Regions from separate parts of the Macaca mulatta genome. Here region 1 is linked to region 2. The links are chromatin contacts, called in public Hi-C maps. All regions are on one chromosome and are shown on one strand. The core of a region is the stretch at or near the end of the contact, and the rest is flanking DNA. Distances in the headings are between cores, read along the strand shown.

Evidence for each region. Hi-C and Micro-C count contacts between places; a contact is called where the count stands out from the background.
Region 1: a contact with region 2 is called in a Hi-C map of liver, with 6 times the contacts expected there. The contact joins the promoter of ALKBH2 here to the promoter of USP30 in region 2. A contact is called at or near these places in 2 of 14 Hi-C or Micro-C datasets (CD4 T cells and liver).

Annotation. Positions count from the first base shown.
Region 1 is chr11:116,225,956-116,228,792 of T2T-MMU8v2.0, reverse strand. ALKBH2 (alkB homolog 2, alpha-ketoglutarate dependent dioxygenase) reads left to right here and starts at 1,422. Exons shown (of 4, transcript NM_001194765.3): 1 at 1,422-1,494; 2 at 1,926-2,348. The coding sequence starts at 2,069.
Region 2 is chr11:116,185,669-116,188,494 of T2T-MMU8v2.0, reverse strand. It overlaps USP30 (ubiquitin specific peptidase 30), which reads right to left and starts at 1,478. Exons shown (of 13, transcript NM_001257829.1): 1 at 1,313-1,478. The coding sequence starts at 1,395. LOC144333031 (a long non-coding RNA gene) reads left to right here and starts at 124. Exons shown (of 2, transcript XR_013401337.1): 1 at 124-402; 2 at 1,336-1,501.

The DNA.
Region 1 (2,837 bases), core at 173-2,672, 40 kb before region 2:
AAAACCCTCTTGCTGGTGGGGACTCTGCTGAGTCCTGAAGCCGTGCAGGACATCACATCGCGAGGGGCCTGAGTGTGCTAGCTCAGGTCTCTCTTCCTCCTTTTATAAAGCCACCAATCCCACTCCCATGGTAACCCATTAGTCCATTAACCTGTGAGTCCATTAATCTAGTCATTCATTTATGAGGACAGAGCTCTCATGTCCCAATGGCGTCTTCAAGGCCCCACCTCTCAATACTGCCACATTGGGGATTAAATCTCAACACGGCTTTTGGAGGGACAGATATTCAAACCATGGCAAGTCCATGTATATGAAATTCTGGAAAAGGCAAAACTACAGGGAGAGAAGACGGATCAGTGGTTGCTGAGGCTGGGTGATGCGGCAAGTTGATCAATAAGAGGCTGGAGCAGTTTTATGGAGGGATGGAACTGTCCTAGATCTTGACTGTGGTGGTGATCATACAATATTGTACATCTGTTGAAATCTGTCAAAACAAAGCCTCCGATCTCATGGAGCTTTCGTTCCATTGAGGGGAGACAGAGAGTAAATAAAATTTGGAGCCGGTTGTGGTGGCTCATGCCCATAATCCCAACAATCTGGCAGGCCCAGGTGGGAGGATCACTTGAGCCCAGGAGTTTGAGACCAGCCTGGGCAACATAGCAAGACCCCATCTCTACTAAAAATCATTAAAAAAAAAAAATTAGCTGGGTGGGGTGGGATGTGCCTGTAGTCCCAGCTACTCCAGAGGCTGAGACGGGAGGATCGCTCGAACCCAGGAGTTCAAGGCTGCAGTGAGCTATGATCATGCCATTGCATTCCAGCTTGGGCAACAGAGTGAGATCCTGTCTCAAAAAAACAAAACAAACAAGAACAATATCAAAAAGCAAAAAAACAGAAAAACGAGCAATAATGGAACCAACATTTATTTAAAGGACAGGGCATTTCTCATGCATCCCGTCATCTCCTCAGGCGTGCTCATGACATAGGTGCTGTAGTCCCCACTTCACAGATGAGGCAGCTTAACCCGAGAGAGGTTAAGTGATCTGTGGAAGGCCATACAGCCAGGGCGGAGGAGACAGAAACAGAAGCCACGATATTCGACTACAGAACTTCTGCTCCCACTCGCGACAATATACTGGTGGCCCAACGCCCTTTCCGGACACCAAAGTAACCCCCAGTGAGAAGTAACACCAAGCCACACTTCTCACCCCAGCCGTGATCCTCAACAGTGGCCCAACAGATGATCAACTGGAAAGCGGTAGTGCTTGCCACGCACGGGGAGGGCCGACAGGTGGCACCAGAGGGCCGCCCGGCTGCTCGCTTTGCGCCCTTGCCGGCAGTAGTTCCCAGCGTGCTCCGGAAGTGACGCGACTGATTCGCGGGGGCGCGTCTTTCCCACCCCCAGGGCCCCCGGGCTGCCTGCGGGATTCAGAGTAGCGCTGGAGCTGAGATTCTGGAGCATTCTTGCCACCCCCACCCTACGCATGTGTTGCAGTGAGAACAAGAATTTGGCGTGCGGTTTACCCGTGTTTAACCTCTTTGCGTCTCGTTTCTGAATCGTATCCACTTGAGCATCACTAGACTGATCTATTTTAACAGTGGTGGGGGGCAGCGAGGTCAGTTACGGGTCCCTCCTCCTTAAAGGGGTGGACAGTTGACTTTGGGCAAACCCCTTCCCCTCTGTGGGCAACAATTTCCCCTTCTGCAAAATGAGGGTTTGGGTTGTAGTTTCTAAGTTTAGCTGTGGCATGCGAATTCCCAGGAGGTAGTTCTTTAAAAATTCAGGTGCTCGGGCGTGGAGTGCAGACCTCTGGGTTTTTGCAGGCTAGCCAGCTGATTTTGATGCACAGGTGGACGTGGGAGACCCTGGATCAGATTGTCCCTAGGGTCCCTTCCGGCTTTAACATCTTCTGCTTCATTTTTAGGACGTGGTTTTAAACTTGAAAATGTGAAACTAGAAATGTTGCTGTGAGACCCCCTGGACAAACAGATTTTTACACCGGGGACAGAACTTGAGCAGTCTGTCTTGGCCTCGCCACTGACGTCCCTTTTTTCCTGTGGGGACGGGATGGACAGATTCCTGGTGAAAGGGGTTCAAGGGGGCCTTTTGAGGAAGCGGGAGAAGCAAGAGCCGACTGGAGAAGAGCCAGCTGTGTTGGGAGGAGACAAAGAAAGCACAAGGAAGAGGCCCAGGAGAGAGGCCCCGGGGAATGGAGGACACTCAGCAGGCCCCAGCTGGCGGCACATTCGGGCAGAGGGCCTGGACTGCAGTTACACGGTCCTCTTTGCTAAAGCTGAGGCAGATGAGATTTTCCAAGAGTTGGAGAAAGAAGTAGAGTATTTTACAGGTAAGCGGGGGAGGGGGGTGGGTGTGTGTGTGTGTGTGTGTGTGTGTGTGTGTGCGCGCGCGCACTGAGGACTTGTTTGGTGCAGTTAATGATCTTACGTTTGGAGAAATCTGAACTCAGGATCCATTATTTACTGATGGGTTCGCTAATGGATTCATCCAATATTCTCTGAGCACCTCTAGGCTAAGCCCCTTAGGTGCGTAGGACATAAACTTGAAAAAAAAAACTGGATTGCTTGTCCACTAGAAGCTGACAGATGACTTGAGTAAATCTCCACTTGGCTACTGATGAGCATCTTCTGGGAAACTTTACAAAACAAAGTAAATAAACGTGCTGGGTTCCACTGCAGAGCACTTCAGTCAGAATCGCTCCGAGGACAGGCTGACCACTTGTGTGTTTAAAAAGCTTCCAGGTGATTCTCATGGGCAGAAAGAGTTTGAGAATCACTGGTCTTATAGGAGAGATGGCAAATAACCAGGTAATTTCTCC
Region 2 (2,826 bases), core at 229-2,728:
ATATTTAAGGGTGCATACTCTATGCCAGGCACTGTGACAGTCTTACCTCATTTTTTAAACAATCCCACAGAAGCAGATTATACCATCACTTTCATTTTTATAACTGAGGAAACTAAGAGACCAACTTGGTCACAGTGAGTGAACGAACATGGCTCTGAATCATGCGTGTCTGTCTCCCAAGTCTGTGCTTAAAACCACAAAGTTCAAGACAGAAACTGAAGGAAACAGTGTCAAGGGGATGGGAGAGAGGACTTGTCCATGACTTTAGCAGCATAAGGAAAAAATACCCAGGGACAACTGGCGACTTTGGAAACTCCATTCCTCTGCAAAATGACATCACGAGAAGAGTGGTGGGGCCTGGGGGTGAAGAGATCTGGCTTCTCCTCCCAACTCTGCTATGAGGTCAGCTATGGGGCCACACTTCCCACCTACGGAATGGGGGCACTGTACAGGATAGGTATCGAGGCCTTTTAGCCCTGGAATAATAAGCTCTTTAAACCTGCTCCAGTTCCAGAGGAAGCCGACCTGAGCAACAGGTCTCAGTTATTTGGGGTCAGCAGTGGGGGAGGGGGTACTCAGTTCTGAAGCCTGGAGCCCTTGGGAGGGTGAATAAGGAAATGGGGGCCCTGACAGGATTGGGAACCCAGGCAATCGAGGAGTCCTAACAAGAACGGAAGGATTTAACAGGAACAAGCAGCCTTAACAGGTTAAAGAAGCACTGACCAATTTAGAGACCCTTGCAAAACAAGGGCCTTTACTCACACTAATAACATCAGGGACTCAGACAGAAGTGGGGATCCATATTAGACTAGAGGGCGGGCTAACAGGAATAGGGGGCGGTACTAACAAAACGCGGGGCTTGCAGGCCCGGGGCACTTACAGGACTGGAAGAACCACGCCAAGATTGGGGAACCCCTGGCAGATATGATTGGTGGACCCAGAAGGATTGGGGGTATACTAGAAAGATTGAGGGGTCTTGGCAGGCCTAGGAGGCACTGAAAGAACTGAGGGCACTGACAGAATTAGGGGCCCTGACAAGACTGGAGGGCCCTGGATGTCCTGGGAACAATGACAGGAGGGGGAGGGACAGACGGACCCGGGGAGTGCAGACAGAATTGTTGTTGCCGAAGGACTGGAGCCCGTCAGTCCTCCCACCTACAGGCCCAGGCCTCCAACCCTAAAGGACGCAGAAGCTCCCGGAATGCCCGCGCGGGCCCTGGAGACCCCAACTAGGGCATGAAAAAGCCGTCACGGGCCCAAGCTGGGGACCCTGTCCCGGCCTCTTCGGCCGCCCCGCCCCCCAAAATCTCACCTGACGGCCGCCCCGGTCCTCAGGAAGCGCTGGATGGCCCTGTCGGCCGCGGTCATCGCCGCCTCGGCCCGTGAGCTCAGCATTGCAGCCGCACCGGAGGCCTGAAGCCACCTCCGCCGCTACTGCCGCCCCCGCCGCCGCCTGACCGAGGGCTACGAAGGTTCCCGAGACAGCGGAACCTACGGCCGCAGGCCCAGTACCTCGGGGGAAGGTAGACCGCAGGACAGGGCCCGGGGGACCGGAAGTAGCTGCCTCCGGAGAGCAATAGCTGACGGACCACGTCCTTTCTTTCTTTTCCCTTAGCAACAGACCTCAGCGTCGGTTGCTAAGCGAGGCTCAGCTGCCTGGGGTGCTTGGTTTTCAGATTTGCTTAGGCTCCATTGATAAATACAGATGGCACACTTCTAGGATGGACCCTGGGTCATGATTTGAATTTTTCGGTGTGGAGAAGGAGGCCAACGGCCGAAAGTCGGGTCAGGCCTTTGCTATAATTAGTTATTATTGTGGCCAGAGTGGAAATAGGTCGCAGAGGAAGGAACTTTAATGAGCATGAGGCCCATCTCTGACGATATCAGTAGAGAAATCAACGTCTTTAATAATAATAGCTAACAAACTTATTGTTTATTTAGGTGCCAGGTATAGAGCTAAGTATGTCACATTATTTACGTTTAATATTCACACCAACTCTAACATTACCCACATTTTACATCCCAGGGAACCCAAGAAATTCGAAGAAATAGTAAGTTTTTTGACACAACTTGTAAGTGGTGAAACAGAGATTGGCAGTTCAGTGCGTGTATCCCCAGAATAGCACTCTCCAACAGAAGTATACAGGAGCCACATAGGTAATTTTACATTTTCTAGTAGCCGCATTAAAGTAAAAAGCAAGAGGTAGGCCAGACGCCGTGGCCCACGCCTGTAATCCCAACACTTTGGGAGAATGAGGCTGGTGGATCACCTGAGGTCAGGAGTTCGAGACCAGCTTGGCCAAAGTGGTGAAACCCTGTCTCTACTAAAAATACAAAAACTAACCGGGTGTGGTGGCAGGTGCCTGTAATTCCAGCTACTCAGGAGGCTGAGGCAGGAGAATTGCTTGAACCCTGGAGATGGAGGTTGCACTGAGCCAAGATCATCCCACTACACTCCAGTCTGGGTGACAGAGTGAGATTCCATCTCAAAAAAAAAAAAAAAAAAAGCAAGAAGTAAACTTAATTTTAACCGTATATTTTCCTTGACCCAATATGTTCAAAATATTGGGGCAGGTTCAGTGGCTTATGCCTATAATCCCAGCACTTTGGGAGGCCAGGTGAGAGGATGGCTTCAGGCCCAGAGTCCAAGACCACCTGGGCAACATAGCAAGAATCCATGGCTACCAAAAACAAAGAAAAGAAAAACAAAAAATGTTGTCATTTCTATGTGAAAATTATTGATGAGATAATTTACATTCTTTTTTTTTTTTTTTTTTTTTGAGACGGAGTCTCGCTCTGTTGCCCAGGCTGCAGTGCAATGGCACA